2 separate regions of the Rattus norvegicus genome follow, and region 2 is linked to region 1. A link is a contact called in public Hi-C data. All regions are on one chromosome and are shown on one strand. The core of a region is the stretch at or near the end of the contact, and the rest is flanking DNA. Distances in the headings are between cores, read along the strand shown. Region 1 overlaps LOC103694361 (a long non-coding RNA gene). Region 2 holds the start of Nrp1 (neuropilin 1).

Region 1 (7,410 bases), core at 2,516-5,015:
TAGGGATTCCATTAATCTTTTAAGGACTGTGCTGCATAGTTTTTGTCACCTTGACACAAACTGAAACCATCTGAAATCTCAAAGTAAGAAAAATCTTCCATAAAATTGGCATGCAGGATTGCCAGGCCAGTTGGTGGTGGCACATACCTTTGATCCCATGGCTTGGTAGGCAGAGTCAGTTGGATCTCTATGAGATTGGGGCAAGCCTGGTCTATGGAGCAAATTCCAGGATAGCTAGAGCTACATAAAGAAACCCTGTCTCGAAAAACAGAACAAAAACAAAAACAAAAACAAAGAGAGATCAGGCTATCTGCCCATAAGCTTGTAGAGCATTTTTAAAACTAGTGTTGAAGGGGGAGGTCCACCCCATTAACGGTGGGCTGACCTTCCTGAATTCTTTAAGAAGGTGAGGTAAGCAGGCCATGGAGAGCAAGCCAGTATGCAGCACCCCTCCATGGTTTCTCTATCAGCTCCTGCCTCCAGATTCCTGCCCTATGTGAGTTCCTGCCCTCACTTTTGCTTTCGATGATAAACTGCTATATAGAAATGTGAGCTAAATGAACCCTATCCTTCCCAAGTTGCTTTTGGTTATGGTGTTCTAGCATATCAATAGTAACTCTAAGACAGGGACTTCAACTAAAGCTAAATTAGGATTTGTAGCTTTAATACTGCAAAGAATCTCAAGATTAGCCAGTGTAAAGCAGAGTTGGCATTCAATCAAGATATTTTAGTTTAGACGTAAAACAAAGGTTGCGAGAAAAACACTCAGAAGGAAAGACAGGACACATCCAAAAGCATGGGTGTAGGCTCGTCATATACACCATTTTGGTGTTTGGATCTATCTCCTGGGGGGTGGGTTCTAAGGAACCTAAGTGAGACGGCAGTGTAGCTCCAAGTAGCACCAGACTGTGTTAAAATTGATAAGGAAAACTCTAGATCATAGAGGTGCAGGAAGTTTAGTGTGGGAGCAGGAGTTAGACAGACTCCTTGATAAGCAAATAGACAGGGAGGGGCCTCATGACTAGGTAACAAAGACGGTGAACTTCCAAAATGACTGCTTTCTTCCTCATCCTCCACAGTCCTTGCAGGCTATTTCTCCTGCCAGTAGGGTCCCTGATGATTGCAGTTCAGTGTTTCACCTCGCTGCTGGCTGGAGTGTGTGAACACCTCTGGGGAAGAGGAAACGCAAGGGTGCTATTCTACATTCCTTTCTCTCTACCATGGTGGTACTGGGCTCCTGGAATGCCAATACCTGCTCAGGGGAGGTGGAAGGCAGCCTAAGATAGGAGTCTCTGCACAGGTGAGAAAGAGTGCAGGCTGAGGCCAAGGCTGGGGTATCCAAGCTCCGGTGTTGCTTGAACCATGAGGAGTTAGAACGGCCCCTGTACGCCAGCGATGAGCGCGGGGCGGGTTGCCATGGTGGTGACTCCAGCTTAGCTCGGGGATGAGTGCCCGAGGGACCTTCTATGGGAGACTTAGACAGTGGGGCTCAGGCTTCTCCCCATGGCAGTTCTTGATGAGAGAGACAGTCCATCGCTTCTCGGCCTTTTGGCTAAGATCAAGTGTGGAGAGACAGTCCTTGATTGTTTAAACTGTTTATTCATGATGAAAATAGTGTGTACAATTTACTCAGGGAGGACCAGAGATTAAATATCTTTTGTAGGAAGGAATGTCTAGGAAGGGAAGCTTATTGGCTAAACTCTCAGGGCAGCCCATCTAGATACCTCATTAGCACGGAGAACTCTGGGCTCTATGCTACATGACTAGTTGTCATGGTCCTCATGTTGGATGTTGTGAATGAAATTTGAACGACTACCATTCTCTCTCTCTTTTTTTTTTCTTTTTCTTTTTTTTTTTTTTTTTTTTTTTTTTCTGGAGCTGGGGACCGAACCCAGGGCCTTGCACTCGCTAGGCAAGCGCTCTACCGCTGAGCTAAATCCCCAACCCCTACCATTCTCAATTATGAAAATTGCCGGGGTTTCTTAATCTGCCTGACCTTCCCGGTCTTTTGTCTGGTGACACAGTTCTACTTTTTTTCCAACAGATGATGAACTGGATTAGCAAGTTAAAGGTCAGATCTGTATGCATTTACAGAACTGTTGTGGACTAATCAACCATCCTGTCCTCCTTTAAACTGACCAACCCTAAATTAGGGAAGAAAACTCTTCAGAGACTTAAAAACTCCCAGTTCTCAAGGAGAGAAGACGGGCTTTGGCTTCCTGAGCCTCCCGTTACTTCTTGAAGAGTCTCTCTCTCTCTCTCTCTCTCTCTCTCTCTCTCTCTCTCTCTCTCTCTCTGTGTGTGTGTGTGTGTGCGCGCTGGGTGTATCTTCTGTGGGTGTGTCTTCTGTGGGTGTGTCTTCTGTGGGTGTATCTTCTGTGGGTGTATCTTCTGTGGGTGTGTCTGCTGCATGTGTGTGTTTCCTCACTCCTGATGAAAGCCTTTCCTCAGCTGCTGACTCTGTGTGCTCCTGTTTGCTGTGCTCCATGATTTCCCTGACTGTAACCCTGTTGTGCTCAAGATTTTTCTCACCTTTAATTTTTTAGCAGGATTCTTTACCAGAGAGAAGGAACCCTGATAAAGACCCCTAGATGGAACAGTAGGACATCTTTACCTTAGACAAAGTCAACATTCTTGTTTGAGATTCCCAGGAAATTACTGGGGATACAATGGGAGACCTTGAGTACCCTGCAGCTAGGGACAGAGTCAGGAAAAAAGTTAGCTGATGGATCATCAATAAAAACAATACAGAAAGGAATTTCATCCCTTCCTGCTCCCTCTGCTGCTTCACCCTACCCAGAGAAAAGCAAAGAGTAAGGAAACCTCAATTAAAATCAAAGAAAAAGGAGGAGACATGTGCTTGATCCACCATCTCAGAAATTAAAGCTAGTCTTAGGTTCTCATTCCATCTTCCAGACAGTTCAGCCGAACATCAGTGTTACCAGAAAAGTGGTCACTGGACCAAAAATACATTCTACCCAAGGACACAAGATCAGGGTCAATCTCATAGGAACTGTGTTGGGGTCTGGTGTCACAAGAGAGGTGTAAAGACAAGCCACATTGACAAAGAAAAGGACAAAAGAAAATGCCCTCTCCCAACTTTTGTGTGCATCCATATTTGTGTATGCACATGGCAGGATAAGAACAGACAGATGTGGAGGATCCAGAAGACGCCTCAGATGATGTTCCACCATGTTTCTTGTTTGTTTGTTTGTTTGTTTGTTTGTTTGTTTGAGACAGAGTCTTTGTGGAAAACTCTGATTGGACTAGACTGACTGGCCTAGGAGTGCCAAGGATCTTCTTGTCTCTCTCTAGTGCTGGGATCACAAGCACACACTACCACATCCAGCGTTTTACTCACACTTGGTTGCTATGGATTGAACTCAACTCTTGTCTGCAGAGTAAGCACTTTACTGTCCCCCCACCCTTCTGTAGTATCTTGGATTAAAGTTCTCCCTAACTAACTTTCCTGGGTTAAAATATCATAGTTTTAATAACAAAACATTAAAATGATAGGGTTAATGTCTAAGACGACTATGACCCATAAACCAGCACGCTTGCTGGGTTAACTAATCCTATTCCCCCACCTCACTGCAAAGAGCTGACCCTGGAGGTGAGCTGCTGGCTCTCTAGGGATCTCAGCTGCTTACAGTCAGGAGAAAGTGGCTAAAAGGAGCAGAAGAAAGGACTAAAGAATGTGGAGTGCTTACCAGGGAAGACTGGATGGACTACCCAAGGGGAGGAGGGCTGGTCCTGTTTTTGTAGCCAATGTGAGAGACCCGGACTCCCCCACCCCCACACTGATATCCTAAGAATAGGCCAAAAGAAAAGGGCATGAAATGGTGTTGCTGGGACAAGTGCCAAGACAAAGAGATATTCAGATTTCTGGGGACAAAGGCCATGTGAAAGGAATTTTCCTTTCAGCACTCAGAGACAGAGACACATGCTGTACACACACAGACACACAGACATGCACAGAGACACACACACAGACACACACACACACACAGAGAGAGAGAGAGAGAGAGAGAGAGAGAGAGAGAGAGAGAGAGAGAGCGCATTATGAGTCTGGCAGAATGAAATGAATTAGCTGCACTGCATCAACTTCAAATTAAAATAATTTCAAATGTAGCAAAAGAGAATGTGGCAGTGGGCCACCGTCTCAAACAGAGCACATGGACAAGGCTTGGGAACGAGAAGCAGAGCCATTCCAAGTGAACCCAGAACACAGAGTGGGACTGGAAGAGCCAGGCCAGGCTGCAAGCAGCTGGGAGCTAAATGTTTCCTCCTGGGCCTCAGAGAAGGGAGGGTCGTGGGGATTGGAGAGGAGTGGAAGCCAAACCATCCACAGGGCTGGGGTAGGGCCAGATGGCCACCTACCAGAGGCTTTGGTTCTTGTGACAGGGGTCACTGGGCAGGAGGGGCCTGAGATCTTGATGCAGGGTAAAAGATCCAGAGGAAGAGCCGAACCCGGGCTGAGAGCCTCTGCAGCTTCCAGGGGTCTGCACCCTGGATGCCAAAGCTCTCTGGACAGGAAATGAGTGAGACTCCATTAGATTCCAGAGGAAACCTCAGACTCTGGCAACAATAGCAAGAAAGAAGGCTGGGCACATCAGAGTTTGCTTAGTGTGGATCTGTAAAGGTCAGGGTTAAATGTTTGCGAAAGTTCTCCAGCAGGGCTGCAGACATAGACCTTTGGGGACAGAGGGGAGGAATTGCCTCACACACAGCCCAGGGACCCAAGATGACTTAGGTCTGTAAGACCCTTGCTGAACAGAAGGACCTATGACCCTCCAACCTCAGAAGAAAAAGGAAGTCCTCGGTATTGTATTATGATCAGGGACAGTTTTCACAGTGAGGCAGAGAAGGACCAGGGTTTAAGGCCAGAACTGAGGAGATAAAACACTTGTTAAGAAAGCATGAGGACCTAGTATCCACATTAAATAAAAATAAAAGGAGGAGTAGGAGGAAGAGGAGGAGGATGAGGAGGAGGAGGAAGAGGGAGAGGAAGAGGAGGAGGAGGAAGAAGAAGATAAGGATATCTTATATAAGGATAGAGGCCAGCATTTTCATAATCCCAGCACTGGGAAAGGATTCTTGGGGCTCTTCTTTGTCTGTGAGGATATTTCCAGAGAGGTCCAGAGGAGGGAAAATGTCTGGTCTAGCCAATTGTAAAGCTCTAGGATTATTGAGAGACTCTATCTCAAAATAGAGATAGAGATAGAGATAGAGATAGAGATAGAGATAGAGATAGAGATAGAGATAGAGGGGGGGGGGTCAAAGAGCTGAAGCAATGTTTCAGCTGTCAAGAGAGCTTTCTGCTCTTGCAGAGAACCTGCTTTTACTAGCACCCACATCAGGTGGCTCACAACCACCTGTAACACTAGTTCCAGGGGATCCAAACCCCATTCTGGTCTCTAAGGATACCTATATACATCATGTGTTTCACATACAGACTTGCAGGCACACACATACACATAAGATAAAAATTAAACAATAAAACGGAGAGTACTTAAGAACTTTACCTGATGTTGACCTCTGGTCTTTACATATGTGCACACACAGGTACACAGACACATTCATATGGGAATATACATACATGGACACATACACACACACACACACACACACACACACACACACCCCAAAATGATTTTTCAAAACAAAGTTCGAGGCTAGCCTGGGCTACACAGTGATAGCCTATTTCAGAAACTGAATTAAATGAATGAATGAATGAATGAATGAATGAAGAATAAATGTAGGATGTTAATTTGATTGCAAGGTTAACTCATCATCTTATTTTAATTTTTTTAAAAAAATCTACTTAAAAATACATTCACAGCACTTGGCATCTTACTCACATTTGGTAATTGCTCAATAAATGGCAGATTTTCCATATCACTGTGAGTCCAGCCTGCCCTTCACAGGCTTGCGTTCCCTTCTGTGGAACCAATCAAGCGAGGCTGAGAATATTTGAAGAAACAATTGTGTCTGTCCTGAATTATATCCTTTTGCTGATTGCATAAGCAGCACAGCAGTATGGAAACAAGGCATGCATGCTAAATTGGCTGCTCTAGTCACTTTGAGATTTAAATACATAGAAGATGTGCAGAGGTTACACGCTGCTTTAGTGAGCTTCTCTGCGTCTGGGATAAATCACTCTGAGCAAAAGCAACTTGGACAGAAAAAAAAGTCATTTTTGTTGTTTTGTTCTGTTTTTGTTTAATTTTATTTATTTTATTTTGTTTTAATTTTACACTCCCAAGTCAGGGAAGTCAGGGCAGGAACTCGAAATCGAGCAGGAACTGAAAGAGTTCATGCTGTTTAATGTCCTGCTCCCTCTGGCTCATGCTCAGCCCACTTTCTTATACAACCAGAACCACTTTCCCAGGGGTGGCACCTCTCCCAGTGGATCGGACACTCCCACATCGATCAACAATCAAGGCAGTCTCCCACAGACATGGCCACAGGCCAGTGTGATCTAGACAATGTAGGATTGTCATACAGGTGAGGGCAGGTACAAGATAGAACAAGGCCTGTCAGTGGACGAGAAGGAAAGATGGGCGGGAGAAAAGTTTGAGGTGAGAGGAAGAGACTGGAATGGAGGGGATGGCAGAAGCTGACGTTAAGATTCCACTCTGTGTATTTACAGGTTGTTAAGAATGTTCTTAAGGATCAAAAACTTAGGTGACAGCAGATGCTGGCGAGGATGTGGAGAAAGAGGAACACTCCTCCATTGTTGGTGGGATTGCAGACTGGTAAAACCATTCTGGAAATCAGTCTGGAGGTTCCTCAGAAAATTGGACATTGAACTGCCTGAGGATCCAGCCATACCTCTCTTGGGCATATACCCAAAAGATGCCTCAACATATAAAAGAGACACGTGCTCCACTATGTTCATCGCAGCCTTATTTATAATAGCCAGAAACTGGAAAGAACCCAGATGCCCTTCAACAGAGGAATGGATACAGAAAATGTGGTACATCTACACAATGGAATATTACTCAGCTATCAAAAACAACGAGTTTATGAAATTCGTAGGCAAATGGTTGGAACTGGAAAATATCATCCTGAGTGAGCTAACCCACTCACAGAAAGACATACATGGTATGCACTCATTGATAAGTGGCTATTAGCCCAAATGCTTGAATTACCCTAGATCCCTAGAACAAAGGAAACTCAAGACGGATGATCAAAATGTGAATGCTTCACTCCTTCTTTAAATGAGGAAAAAGAATACCCTTGGCAGGGAAGGGAGAGGCAAAGATTAAAACAGAGACTGAAGGAACACCCATTCAGAGCCTGCCCCACCTGTGGCCCATACATATACAGCCACCCAATTAGACAAGATGGATGAAGCAAAGAAGTGCAGACTGACAGGAGCCGGATGTAGATCGCTCCTGAGAGACA
Region 2 (7,410 bases), core at 3,120-5,619, 330 kb after region 1:
GCTTTGACTGAACTATCATGGCAAGAAATTGCATGACAGTTTTTAAAAGTCACACTTATCTGTGAAAAATGGCTCATGATGCTGCTGAATGGAGACTTCCCAGGACTGAGGAAGCACATGCTCTGGTTGTTTCACCGAGTCACCCAAACAAAGCTGTGTGTGCTCATGTAAAGGTTAACACCTTAAATTCCCTTTGAGCAGTGCTTAAGAGTGTAAGGAACAAAGAAGAGAATGTAGGTATAGGGACGAAAGACGTTATTATTATTGAAGGTCTATATGGCTGTGGGGAAAGGATATTCCATGGATATCATCAGATACATTTATTTTTTTATTTGTTGTAAATAATGGCATTAAAATTGTTTTATCAAAAGACATTTATTGAGAATCCTTGAGTCATGAATTTTGAAATAATACAATTCTGTACTACTATACATCATGAATTAAGCAAATTGTGAGTTTTATGAAAACCAGTTCAGTGTTCAGGGAAAATGTTGGATACATCATGTATTCCTAGTCCCAAATGTGAACTTATAAAATCATCAAAGGAGCCAGGACAATAGTGTTCTCTCTGATCAGCATGATCTACACATTGGTATCCCTGCAACTCATTGACCAGCCAGCCTAAGCTAATCAGTCAGCTCTATGCCAGTGAGAACCTCCCCCTTCCCCTCAAATACGGGGAACAAACAAGCATGCATTCCCTGGCCCCCATGATCTGAAATACAGATTTGTAAAAATTCTGCCTATGGCTTCCTTTTATGTCCCCTCACAATGTCATCTTTCCTGCCACTTCACTGCCACCAACTACACGTCAGTGACCCATACACTCATCACCTCAAAGCCAAGTATTGGTTTGGATTACAAATTCATCTGACTGCCTCAAAGGGGCAGAAATGGAAACTAGTCAAAGTCCAACTTTCTTCCAAGACAGCCTTCTTCAGTGTCCAAGCCTGTGTGGCCACTAAGACCCCTATCGTTATGGAGGATTGAGTCCTGCTGGGTCATTCTTGACAACACCTGCTCCTTTGTTGCCATAGCAACCTGCCTGTCCAGTTAGCTTCACTCTCAAACTGCATAAACTCCCTGCTTCCCCTTTCTTCCCACTGTGTGTTCCGAACAGTATGTCAAAACTCATCTTCTTCCCTGACTTTACGACCACCCACTCTTCATGCAACTGCCAGAGTGGTGGAATTTTTTTAAATTAAGTTATTCTGGGATAAATTAAACAATTATTAACTATGTTTTGAGGCTTTCCTTCTTTTTCTTTTAGACAGCATCTCATGTAGTCCAAGCTGACTTCAAACTCCCTTAACCAAGGATGACCTTGAACTCTGGATCTTCTAGCTTTTACGTCCAGAGTGCCAGGATTGCAGGTAGGCCTGGCTCTGCCTGGTTTTTGTGTGCTGCTGGAATTGAATCTAGCTTGCATGCTAGGAAAACATTCTATCAACTGAGATACATCAGCAGCCCTGTTTTGAGCCTTTGACTGTTTTAATAATGATTTTTGTCGATCTTTCAGCATTCCTTAAACTTTTTATTCTTTAGTTGCATGGAATTATGTGACTTTAAGTAACCGATCCTCTGCACCTTGGAAATTTTGAGTTCATTCTCTCTAGTGATACTTTTAATTTTGCTTGCTGAGTGTTTCTGTCTGTTGTTTTTATTTTCCTAATTTAGAGAGAATTCAGCCAGGTAGCGTAGTTCGAAATTTGTGATCCCAGTATGTTGGCAAATTACTCAGTGTCTCAATCTCAATCCCTGCCCCCAAGAAGTGGTTCATGGAAGGCAGATTAATTGATGGTTACTGTTTCAGTTTTCAAAATCTAACCCCAAAGGCTGTGACTCCACCAGCATGACTCAGAATTTAGCACTGTCCACCTATGTCAGAGAATATTCAGATCACAAAAAAAAAAACAAAAAAACTTTGCTTTGAAACCTTTTCCTGCAAGTTTTAGAAAACATCTATTTCTCTGTTACTTAGAGAAACAGAAACTAGGGCTAGAGAGTTAACTAACTAAGGTTAAGTGAACTTGCTGTTCTTCCAGAGGACCTAGGTTCAGCCCTGAGCATCCACATTGGACAGCTAACAACCATCTGTAATTCCAGCTCCAGGGCATCTGACATCTATGGTCTGTGACCACCTGCACTCACATATACATACCACATGCAGACACATACATACACATGATTAAAAGTAATAAAAACTAACATTAAAAAAGAAAACGAAACTAAAGATTATTTATTCTCTTCTGTCACTACAAATTCTATGCTATAGCTATGGCAGAAGCCCAAGAGACAACTGTTGCATGACTGCCGTTTCATAAACGTGTCATTGTAAGGGAATTGTCTCTTTTAAAAACTTTTAAATTGGGCTGGAGAGATGGCTCAGTGGTTAAGAGCACCGACTGCTCTTCCAGAGGTCCTGAGTTCAATTCCCAACAACCACGTGATGGCTTACAACCATCTGTAATGAGATCTGATGCCCTCTTCTGGTGTGTCTGAGGACAGCAACAATGTACTTACATATAAATAAATAAATCTTTAAAAAAAACTTAAATTATTTTAATTGTGTGTACATATGGCTGGGTATATGCATGGGAATGGAAGTGCCTGCAGGGTTTAGAAGAGGATATTGGATCCCTGGGAATTGTAGATATAGGTGGTCTTGAGTTACCTAGTATAGGCACTGGGAATTGATCTTGAAAGAGCAGAACCTTCCCTTCACCACAATGCCATTTCTTCTGACCCAAAGGGGTTTTTTTTTGTTTGTTTGTTTTGTTTTGTTTTTATGTTTTTTATTTTGAGAAGATAGTGCCTCAGGTAGCACAGACTGACCTCCAACTCACTCTAACCTCAGAATCCTGATCCTCTTGCCTCCTGTTCCAGAGTGCTGGGATCACGACTCCAGACCACTGCGTGTGGTTGTAAATTGTAGTTTCTTATTCTTTCCACAGTTCTCTCCTTCCATGTCAGATGTTGGTTAGCTCCCAAGAATTCTTTCGATTGTTTTTCTATAGCTGTAGATTGTGTTTTAAAAACAACGCAATGCGTCATCGTCATCTCGAATGCACTTGATTTGGTTTTGAGCTAACTGGGATCCCCGTGTTGTACCCATCCCCATTTGTGCCCTTCAGAAATAGGTGGCTCCAAAGGCCTTCTGGGAGCAATGACTCTCCTCTTATTTCTAACAAATTGATGTGGTTCGGTGAAAGGAGCAGGGTGTTTCCACCCAGCTAGTTCATACTGGCCATGCTCAAACAGGTTGCATCCTCAGCAGTCCCTGAGGTGGTACTGACCACAGACATCCTCTATCCAGCACGGTTAGGGCAGCAGATAGATAAATCACCTGAAGGTGGAAGCAGGCCCTGTCTCCTAGGCAGATCTGTGATATCAAGAGGAGGAATGTGTGCACGAGACCAAAATAAAATCAAACTAGGAATACTGCCAAATTCTTCCTCTGTCTCACACTTGCTCTCCTATAAAGCCAGTCTGTCTCCCTGGGTGGAGAGTTGCAGGTATCTTAAACGGCCTATCTCTTCTTGATGGAATCTTACGGCACAGGAAAAGGCTGTTAACCAGAATGGTTAGCAATATACCAATGGCATGAGCTGACAATTACTAATTAGGGCGGCTGGGTTCCATTTCGCAGCACCCACTGTGGAAAAAAAAGGAATCTAGGGAAGCCTCAGATAAGCCTAGTCCTGGAAAATCAGAGAGAGAGAGTTTTAAGTATGTCTCCCCTAAAGTACACAGAAGGCATGCCTTACCAGTTAGAGAAAAGCTGTCAAGAGAACTTAGGGACTGAGCCAGAAAAACAGGAGTCCTTCACTGGTACCCCAAGCTTCAAAGCCCTTTCTCCCCCTTGTCTCTGGGTTTGAGGAACTGGCTTTCACAGGGAGCACCAGCTGATCACTTAAGTGTCTCACCTGTACCCCTTAGCTCAATCCGACCCAGGGCAGATTGATTAAATAACAGCTTCACCTGGGCGAGCGAGCCGGGCATTGGGATTCCTCTTCCGAAAAAGACAAGGATCTGGATCTCCACAGTTTTGGCCTGATTTCCCTTTTATGTCGACTCGCCAAGTCCTCCGAGACACCGGTCTCTTGGACTCCAGGGCTAAGGTGGCTCCGGGTCACCCTGAGTCTGAGGCTTGCCCAGCACAGTTGGAATTGGCAAGGATGCGCCCGATGCCTGGCGTAGGGAGGTAGGGACACGCGCTCCCTGTGGCAGATTGCCAGCTCCCCTCCACCCCCAGCTTCCCCACCCCGCCACCACTCTTGTTCCTCCCACCTCAGCTTTGCCCTGGGCGCGGCTATCGCCTAGACCTTGCCTGCAGAGGGCCAACGGCCTCGCGACTGCCCCTTCCGCTCGACTCAGGCGTTTGACTCCCAGCCTTCTGGCACGCCCAACCCACCCGGTCTTCCATAAGGGTCAGAGAACCAAAGAGGTAGCTAGTGGCGACTAACGGAGGCGCTCCAGGGCTGGCTCTCTACACAAGGGGGTGGCTTTGCGGTGGGGCAGGGAGGGAGAGGCTGCGTTGGAGGCGGGCTCGGTAACCAGGGCCGAAAAGAAGGCTGGACTCTGGAGCCAGTGGGTCCTGCGCCGGAGCCCAGGCTGGAGATCCGCGCAATGCACAAGCTTCAGTTCAGCGCCCAGTCCAGACACCCAACGCAGATTCCTGGCCTGGGGCACCAGTGTCCCCGGGTGTCCTTTCTCCCTGACTGACCCTAATTTTTCAGCCAAAACCTTTGACCAGAGTCTCCTTGCCAGCAATCCTAAATCTTTGCCAGCCCTTGCACCAGGTAGGAGTTAGTCTCTGTGGTGGTAGTGTGTCTATAAATGCCACCTCCCAGAAGGCGTATGACCTTTTCACCTTATCCACCAGCTCTTTCCGAGGGCATAGAGTCTCTTATACTCGTACTTGATCAGAGGCCTCAACCAGTTTAAGTCCCTGGGTGTCCTTGCTATTCATAAGCCAAACACCACCTGCTGCAGTTCTCGGAATGCCCTGGAGGATGGAACCGGACGACGTGGGGGAGGGGAAGCACTGGGCAGACGCGGGGGACTGGGACGCACCTCTTCTGTGGGTGGCGGGTGAGGCTGGAGGACCAGTAGACACAATTGCCTGTAATCTAAACCTGGCACTACGAGACCCTTGCAAAGATCATCCTGTCACCCTCATGAGGGGTCCTTGCCAGTCTTGTCCTTCCTTCAGGGTGCACAGAAATGGGCCCCTCCACCCTTAGAACCTTGGACCCCTGATTCAGATTCTTGGAGTTCTACGTGGCTGCTCTGTGTCTGTTGGCGGCTGCCCCCTAGCTGAAAGGCGCGCCACCATCCATCCTCCTGGCTCATGTAACCCCAAAGGAGAGGGCACCAAATCTCGGGGAACAATGCAGCCTGCAGCGTCAGGGGTGGAGATGGGGGGTCGGGTACCCAGCCTCGCCTTTATGCACGGCGAGGTGGTCTTGTTCGGCTGCAGCCAGGCTCCGTGCTCCAAGAAGGTCTGCCTATGTTTTACGTGGCAGAGGCACGGTCGCAGTTCTCTAGTAGCGCGTCTCCCAGAACAGCCTTCTTCTTCTGGTCAACAGTCTTACTCGCAGCATTCTGGAGTGCCTGGCTGCTTCCCGCCCCAAACCTCAGGCTGGCACCCAGGAAGTGAAAGCAAGGACTGACGCGTGATCCACACCACCTGGGGCGCGGGTGACTAGGGATTTGGAGTTCCTTGAAGTAGCAGCTAACCCCGGGCTCTCAGAACTCCTGGGCTCCGGGATCCTCAGCCTAGCTCAGTCCTGGGGTGCAGAGATCTCGCCAAGGTAGACTAGCTGATCACTGGGGCTGGTACCACTAGCATTGCCCCTCCTGACACACACGTGTCCTTGCGCTATGGGCACAGACTACTGGCTCCCCAATGACCTTCTTCCCGCGGAGAGCACAGCAGGGTGCCCGGAGGTGGGGTGGAGGGGGGAGCCCAAAGGACCGAAGGAGAAAGCGTGCAGAGAGAAACTTGTGTCTCCGAATCTCCAGCCAGGCAATCACTGGCAGAGCTGTGCGGGGAGGGGGCGGGAGGAAGCGAGGGAAGGGATCTGGGAGGGAGGGGGAGGTCGGAGAGAGAGGCGGGTGCCAGTGGAGAAAGTCCTCGCTCTCCCGCTCATCTTTTCATTGCTCTCTCTCCTTCCCGCAGACAACCCGGACCTCCTCTGGGCGCCAGCTCCTCGGCTCCAACCCGTCCAGAATCAAGCGGGATTTTTTTTTTCTTTCCCTCTAGAAATTGGCTTTGGTGTGTCGCCCGCCCTCTCCCCTCCTCCTCGCAACTCCTCCCCTCTTTTTTTCCTCCTTCTTCTTCTTCCTGAGACATGGCCCGGGCAGTGGCTCCTGGAAGAGGAACAAGTGTGGGAAAAGGGAGAGGAAATCGGAGCTAAATGACAGGATGCAGGCGACTTGAGACACAAAAAGAGACGCGCTTCTCGCGAATTCAGGCATTGCCTCGCCGCTAGCCTTCCCCGCCAAGACCGGCTGAGGATTTTATGGTTCTTAAGCGGACTTAAGAGCGTTGTTTCGGATTGTTAAGATTCCCGTTTGCTGGGTTTTCCTCCCTCAATCGTGCTCTCCCGCGGCTGCCTGGGGACTGGCTCGGCGAAGGAGGATGGAGAGGGGGCTGCCGTTGCTGTGCGCCACGCTCGCCCTTGCCCTCGCCCTGGCGGGCGCTTTCCGCAGCGGTAAGTGACAGCCGGAGGCGGGAGCGACCGGAGTGCCCGGGGCTGCCGGGTTCCCTCGGGCGAGGGGGTTCCAGCCCCAGCCACGGGACGCGCGCACGACTGCCGGACGCAGGAAACTTGCCTGTGCAAGGAACAGAGAAGTCAGGGTGTCTGGGGCAGGAGGACCACAAGCCCTCCGCCCCCTGCTCCAGTTGGTTGCTGGCTTCTCTTGCCTCTGTTTCGAGGCAGAGCTGCCTACCTTCCCAGATCAGCACACCAATTATCTTAATAATGTTTCCTCCCAGAGGCAATTAAATGAGACTCCCTTTCAAAAATCTGATGGCTGCTGAGAGTTAATGAACACTTCATCGGGAGGACTTCCTGGTTCTCCTCGAAACATCCCTGCTCAGTTTCCTCTGGTGGGCCACACCAAGAGATAGCGGTCAGTCTTGGCGCTAGAACTCTCTCTGCCGCCTTTGTAAACCGTCTGTGATCAGTCTGAAGTATGAATGAAAGTCGCACTGTCAATAAAGGCTTTGGATCTATTCAGTGCGAGGCACCAGCGTATCTGAGAATCCGTAACCCCTGTTGCAGTCTCCAGTTGGCTTTTAAAACCACTCACTGTTAAGTAAATGAAAGGCAATCCTGGGTATAAACAGTACCCTGGAACCTAAAGAGTGTGTTTAAAATGGGATCTGGTACGAATGTGTTC

The links. Hi-C and Micro-C count contacts between places; a contact is called where the count stands out from the background.
Region 2: a Hi-C map of liver shows a contact between it and region 1, with 3 times the contacts expected there. The contact joins the promoter of Nrp1 here to the enhancer-like site in region 1. A contact is called at or near these places in 5 of 12 Hi-C or Micro-C datasets (Schwann cells, hepatocytes, kidney and 1 more).

What each region holds. Positions count from the first base shown.
Region 1 is chr19:72,924,641-72,932,050 of GRCr8, forward strand. All of the region lies in intron 3 of LOC103694361 (a long non-coding RNA gene), which reads left to right. Among named protein-coding and RNA genes, the nearest start is that of Nrp1, 330 kb to the right of the region's middle. Within about 2 kb of position 3,766, at least 16 of the 93 cell types and tissues checked have an H3K27ac peak or open chromatin away from gene starts, as enhancers often do. A contact at or near this core is called in liver, where this site is marked.
Region 2 is chr19:73,252,188-73,259,597 of GRCr8, forward strand. It overlaps Nrp1 (neuropilin 1), which reads left to right and starts at 4,370. Exons shown (of 18, transcript NM_145098.2): 1 at 4,370-4,447; 2 at 6,185-6,719. The coding sequence starts at 6,647.